2 separate regions of the Sus scrofa genome follow, and region 2 is linked to region 1. Evidence: chromatin contacts called from public HiChIP or PLAC-seq data. All regions are on one chromosome and are shown on one strand. The core of a region is the stretch at or near the end of the contact, and the rest is flanking DNA. Distances in the headings are between cores, read along the strand shown.

Region 1 (3,384 bases), core at 795-3,294:
AAAATATCCAGTTGCTCTTAAGGATGGAAATGAATCCAGATGAAAGCATCTGGAAAGAAATTCAACACCGGAAAAATATCTAGTCTTGTTAAGTCAACCTATACATTTTAATGCAATTCCAATAAAAATTCCTACATGATGTGTTTTTGGGACAAAAGTGGATCCTTAATTTCATATAGAAAAACAAGTAAGGGAGTTCCCATCATGGCTCAGTGGTTAATGAACCCAACTAGTATCCATGAGGATGAGGGTTTGATTCCTGGCCTTGCTCAGTGGTTTAGTTGCCATGAGCTGTGGTATAGGTCACAGAAGCAGCTCAGATGCTGCATTGCTATGGCTGTGGTGTAAGCCAGCATCTGTAGCTCCAATTCAACCCTCAGCCTGGGAACTTCCAATGCCGAGAGTGTGGCCCTAAAAAGACAGAAAGAAAAGAAAAAAAGAAAAAACAAGAATAGAATTGTGAAAAACAGAGCAATGAGGAAGCCTCGGTAGTGAGAATACAGAAAGGTCCTCTCATATCCTTGGGGTTACAAATTCTATGAAAGGCAGTTTTGCAATATTTATTAAACTTACAAATGCACAAATCCTTTAATCCAGCAGTTCTGCTTCTAGGAATTTTTCCTTCAGACATATGCTCCTACGTGCAAAATTCCATGTGAATAAGGTTATTCACAGCAGAAGTGTTTGCAATAGCATCCAATTGAGAACATCCTCACTACCTAGTTGCAGTGGTCTGGTTAAATCACTTATGGACTATCCATATGGTATAATACTCTGGGGCTGTGAAAAAGAAAAGTTCTTTCCAGATTAATAGGGAATGACTGCCAGGATATTCAGTTAAGTAAAAACAAACAAACAAACAACAAAAAAACACACGAAAACCAAAGTGCTTTTGTATTAAGTATGCTTTTGTGTAAAAAACAAGAAAATAAAAGATGTATAAACACACATATACACAACTTACATATGTAAATATATATGTTTAACTGCTTGTATACACATTTAATGTTTCTGGTAGTATTTATCAGAAATAAATATTATTACTTAAATAGAAATAACGAAAATAGTAGAATTAGGTACTTCCAAAGAGAACTGTGTGGCTGGGAGGAGAGGTAAGAGAACATTTTTACCCTTTTGCCTTTTTGGAATTTTGAATCAAGTAAATGGGTTTATTTAAAAATCAAGTTAAATAATTGAACAAGTAATTTATTTCTGATTTTTAGAAATATGGAATTGAATGAGCCTTTACATTTAAGACCATAAAATACAGCAACAATAGTTTTTATTTTTCTAAATCATGTATTCCAAATTTCCTTTTAGTCATGAGAGAGAGAGACTAAAAAAACTAAAGGGGGTGAGGAACCACAGAAGATCCAAGAGATTCTGAATAGAGAATCTCTATTCTGTAATAGAGAATGAGACAGGAGTTAGAGTTTAAGAACGTCCCCAGAGGGAGAGAGAAGCAGAAAATCAGAGAAAGCTGGCAAAACAGGAAGAAGTACAGACAATTGGTAATTTTCAGGGTGAGGACACTCAGGTGAAACATTCCTGCAGCCCTTTGCTCTCCACTGGGGACCTGAGCCTCATAGTACACTATCCTATTCCACGGGCCCTGAAATGGTTGGGTGTAAATAAAAATTTACTTTTCCATTGAAATCTAAGGGTTTTCTCCTGTGTGCAAAGAATTAACAAAGGTCAGTAAAATTCACTTCGGAACCTAGGGCCCCTCTGACATTCAGAAGCAGTCTAATTGCTTCATCTTTGTTCTTTGGGAATCTGGGTTAGCCTAGTAGTAAGTCAGGAGGCTGCATTTGAAAGCAGTGTTTTATTTCCTTTAACCACAACTAAAGCTAATTTATTTGACTACAAATAAAGCTAATTTATGAGACTACATGATTTTGCTATTATTTCCAATTTTCAATTAAAAACATCAAACTCTTAGAGGAGGTGCCACACAGAAACTGGAGCAGAGCAGCAGCTCAGTGAAGAAAAGGTCATGCGTCTGGCTACTACAGTATTTTGGCTTGAACAATTCCCTCCTAGAATGCTAGCCTAAGACAGGGAAGTGAAGCTGGGGCCCAATCAAGTTCTGAAAGGTCCCATCTCTGGCTTACAAAGTAAGGCAAGACACAACTACCTCTATTGCCACCTGCTGGTAAATTTATGTCTCATTTAATTCAGTTAGTGGCTTTCCCACCCCTGATTAAGCACATTTTGGAATATGGAGATAAAAGTTGCTTTTTTTTTTTTTTGCTGCTTCTGAGTGGGGAGGAGGGGTCACACCAAGTCAAGTCCCTGACTCCTCAGGGCCCAAAGCACTTGACAAAGACTGTCCCAATAGGAGGAGTTACTCTCCTCTGGCAGTACCTCCTGCCCTGCCAATTCTTTAAGTCTGTCAACTCTCTTGAATTCAACTAAATACAGAGGTTTCCTTTCCACACCCCCACGGAGACCAGCTTTCAAAGACACTCAGTGATTTTAAGCGGTAATTAACAAATTTTTTTTTTTTTTTCTTTTCTCATCAAACACATACGCAGGCACTTGCCTCACTTTGGTTCTGGGGTTGAAGCCAACAATGATGAACAGAAGACACCTTCATTTATTCTACATTCATTTCTCGTGTTCCTCCCACTGCTATGTTTCGCCTTTCTGTTTTCAAAACCTACACTTCATACTTAATACCTATATATTTAGACAAAGGCACTCATAGAGACACAGTACGGCTAACACATGCATCAGTGAACAACTTGAACATTTTCTGATATTTGTGGTAGCATAAACTCCTTTCTCTGGAATCTTAATAGGTAGAAAACGTATGACCATTTCCCTCCTAAGGTACCACCTCATGACACTAATTGATCATAATGTTCCCCCCAAAGTGCTATAAAATTCTGAAGTAGCTTCTGTTTACCCATTCACCTAGTGAAGGACATTTGGGTTGTTTCAAGTTTTTGGTGATTATGACTAGAGTGGCTATAAACATGCATGCACACATTTTTAGGTGAAAATAAGTTTTGCTTTCTCTAGGGTAAATATCCAGGAATGGGACTGTTGGGTCATATGGTTTGTGCATGTTTAACTTTTTAAAGAACTGGCAATCCTTTTTTGCATTCTCACCTGCAATGCCTGGTGTTCCAGTTGCTCTGCATCCTTGTTAGCACTTGGCATTTTCAGTGTTTTTTCTTTTAGACATTATAATAAGTGGTAACTCACATGGTTTTAATAGGCATTTCCTTAATAATTGGCATTATTGGGCAATTTTTTATGTACTCACTTGCCATCCAGATATCCTCTTTGGTAACATGCCTGTTCGATTATTTTACCCAATGGTTTTTTCCATTGGGTTATTTGTTTTCTGCTGTGATTTAAGAGTTCAACATTTTC
Region 2 (3,414 bases), core at 873-3,372, 78 kb after region 1:
CCTAGGGGACATTTGACAATGTCTCCAGATAGTTTTTGGCTATCATGAGGGTGATAGCAAGGTGGGAGTTGGGGAAGGCTCCTGGCATCTAGTGGGTAGAAGCCAGAGATATTGCTAAATATCCTACAATGCACAGGACAGTCCCTTATGACAAAGAATTATCTATTCAAAATGCCAATAGTGCTGAGGTTCAGAAACCCCAGGGTAGAGTATGACAGTCCTAGAAAGAAGTGGCAGGAAATGGGGTTGGAAAGATAGACTGGTGTTAATTTGTGAAAGATCTTAAATGCCATGTAATATAATGGAGGTTTCTAGGAAGGTAAGAGTTTTATTTTTATTCATTTATTTGGTCTCCTATTTATGTATAGTATAGTTCAATAAAAAGCAATAATGCTTACAAGTGACAAAAGAACATTTTCTTTACAAAATTCTGTCAATAAACTTTGAGGTTATCTGAACAAAGATTTTCAATGAAAAGAGTTCTCCTTTTCTGATTACCACCTAAATTCCTCTGCCCCCTGCCACTCCTCCACCCCCACCCCCACCCAAGGTGCCCAGGGTTATCCACAGAGCCTTTTGGCTGAGCTAAGCCATCATGTATGAGGGCTAAGCTCTGGGTAAAGGTGGTCCCTCTGAGACCACAGCCAGGAACGGAACACTTGTTTAGCTTACAGCCAGGTATGGGTTCTCAGGAAAGACTGGCTCTGGCCCAGGACTAATAAATGATGTTTGTGAACAGAAGTCTGGGGATCACTTTTTCTAAACCATATTCATGTTGGAAAAAGTGAGTTCATGTTATCATTACTTAATTCAGTACTTTCCCCGACTCTTGCAGTATGAATTCCTGCCCCACTCCCAAAATTGGCTGTGATAGCCGCTTCATGATCAGGAGGTTGATAATAGGCTGGAAATCACTTAGGAAACACAAGACCTCCTATGCCTAGTTTCAACCTTCTGAACAAAGCTATCTGCCCAGAAATCAAAGTCTGTTTACAATTAAAATCTGCCTAGAATTAAAGTCTAGGGGATGGAGAAGGTTACAGGGAAGACCCTTCATTCAGATCAAAGGAGACCGATTACCAAAGACCCTATACTAGGTTTTCAAAACTTTGAGTTCACGGAACGTTTCCAAATATTAGAATTTTCAATGGCACACCTAAAGGAATTAAATGGGGTCTACTGTCATGGTCACACTACAGTGGCATTCATACACTGAAGTTAAAAAATACAACCTGTGTGACCCTAGGAAGGTCAAAATTTAAATGTCAGACAATTCTTCCCTCCTTCTGCTCAGCAAGTATATGCTGTAGATTAGGGCTGCCAAAAATACAGGACACATTTACTTTTGAATTTTAGATAATGAATTTTTTTTTAGTACAAGTTTGTACTATGCTAAATTCATTTATCTGAAATTCAAATTTAACAGAGCACGCTCTATTTTTATTTGCTAAATCTGGCCACAAGAGAGTAGGAGAAGGGAATCTTCCTTTATTCAGCCAGCATCTGTGCCCATGGGCTTCTCTGAGGTGAGCAACTTGCCTCTCTGGATGCGGCTATTATTAAAGATGCATACAACACAGCCCCTTGAGCCAGGCCAACTACATCAGCTAGTGTTCAAGTGAATAAATCATGATCTGCCTTAATGTTGGAGGGGGAAAGGATTGTCTGAAACAGACTCACTGAGAGATATCGGTCTCTGATGTGGTAACTTTCTTAAGTATTTTCTTCATTTGACAAAAATTGAGTATTTGAACTGTTCTAGGCACTTAGGACAGAATGAGGGATGAAATAGCTTCTTGTTAGAACAAGGAACTAAACATCCCTGTTCTCATGATGCCTATATGCTCCTGGAGGGAGATTTTCAATGCGAATTTTAATATCTTTTTATCCTGGAATCGACCTGAGTTAGATGTTACTCTACCTACTGGCTCTATCACACTTGAATACCTTGACACTATTTGAATACACCTGCTTTCTGCCTTGATCATGTTTTCTTATATATTCCTGATGCAAAATTCTTGCTATGCCAGTATCTCCCATAGTAGGTCGTATGAGACTAGACAGCAATAAACACTGGTGTAAAAGACAGAAAGCTTTTAGGAACATGAGTCTCCTGAGAACTTTCTGTGTCTTGGCAAGTGTGCATGTACACATGTGTATTTTTCTGAGGGTATCTGGGTACACAGATGATGTGTCTCTTGGAAATGTTGGGTGAAAAGAGGCTATCTCCTTTCTGAGTGACTCCTAATTTTTAAAAACATTTTCTTGACCAGTTTAGTTGCAAAAGCAAACACTTGAAAGATTCCAGTAACAACTTCTTGGGCAGAAAAGATGGTCCCTGCTTAGAGCTTGGTTCAGCAGCAGACATTGAAATGTGGCTTGGATCCAACCCTTGGCCTAGTATTAGGGTGTTATATTCCACTAGAGGCCCTGGTACCTTTTCAGAAATGCACCAAATCAGGCACAGACTTGCTGGCAGCCACAGCAGAGGGATTTTACTGATCCATGCCCAGCTCTCAGGAGGTAACTGGCAAGAGAGAAGAAAGCAAAACAAGAAACTAAATCCTTATACACCTTATAAATTTGCCTTGGAAATTCTGCCTCAAGGCTGTCAAAGAATAGGAATAATGATTTCATTTTCTCCAAGGCCAGTTCTTGGGCATTGAGCCTTTAATGCAGAAAAAAAAACCAAAAAACAAAAAACAAAAAACAAAAAAACCCACATCCAATTATCTGATTATCAACTTTTTCTCTAAGTCTTGACAATGCTAGGGTCAGGTGACTCTGTTCCTTGACAATAAACTAAGTTATGCCACTTCTGGCCAAAGGAGGTCTTCAGATCACATGACTTGCTTCCAAGTCAGGGGCAAAGCCTTGAAATCATGCGCATCTACTTTGCCTATAAGACGTTTCTTTGATATTTTAAATCTCCTCTGCCAGGAATAAGTCCATTTGTCTCCATTCTGTCTGAGGTTGTGAAGCTGAGATTCCACTGGCGAGTTGGTATGTAGATTAGGTTGTTCTGCTTGGCTTCTAACTGAAGCTAGAAGCCAGCAAAGAGTAATCTGGGTACAGCCTCTTGCTGCCCTCTGGTGGAGACGTGGGTATTGCACAAGCCATAACTGAGGACTGATTTTCTGAGCTGTTTCAGGTGTCCATACAAAGGTCCATGGGGAGTAATTCCACTTAAAGCTATTAAGTTATATGCTACTGTAAAGCTAAATGTTATAATAAAAATATGTATTGAATAGAGTTTGAAAGGTTGCTCTATAGGAGTCTGATTTCCCAGTAATGGGGGCTTTTATTCTATCCCTTTTTAATTTTTTTTGTTTTTTATTAAATTTTATTTTTTAAATTGTATTTGATTTACAATGTTCTTTCAATGTTTCATCAATGTTTCTATTGTATAACAAG

Evidence for each region. HiChIP or PLAC-seq counts read pairs in DNA pulled down with a chosen protein or histone mark.
Region 2: a contact with region 1 is called in an H3K27ac HiChIP or PLAC-seq map of skeletal muscle, with 7 times the contacts expected there. The contact joins two enhancer-like sites. A contact is called at or near these places in 12 of 47 Hi-C or Micro-C datasets (brain, embryonic fibroblasts, epiblast stem cells and 6 more) and 2 of 2 datasets of contacts at active chromatin or transcription factors (alveolar macrophages and skeletal muscle).

Annotation. Positions count from the first base shown.
Region 1 is chr13:146,809,802-146,813,185 of Sscrofa11.1, forward strand. No RefSeq gene overlaps it. Among named protein-coding and RNA genes, the nearest start is that of NEPRO, 91 kb to the right of the region's middle. Within about 2 kb of position 2,045, at least 7 of the 83 cell types and tissues checked have an H3K27ac peak or open chromatin away from gene starts, as enhancers often do. A contact at or near this core is called in skeletal muscle, where this site is marked.
Region 2 is chr13:146,887,464-146,890,877 of Sscrofa11.1, forward strand. All of the region lies in intron 5 of GTPBP8 (GTP-binding protein 8), which reads right to left. Among named protein-coding and RNA genes, the nearest start is that of NEPRO, 13 kb to the right of the region's middle. Within about 2 kb of position 2,123, at least 15 of the 83 cell types and tissues checked have an H3K27ac peak or open chromatin away from gene starts, as enhancers often do. A contact at or near this core is called in skeletal muscle, where this site is marked.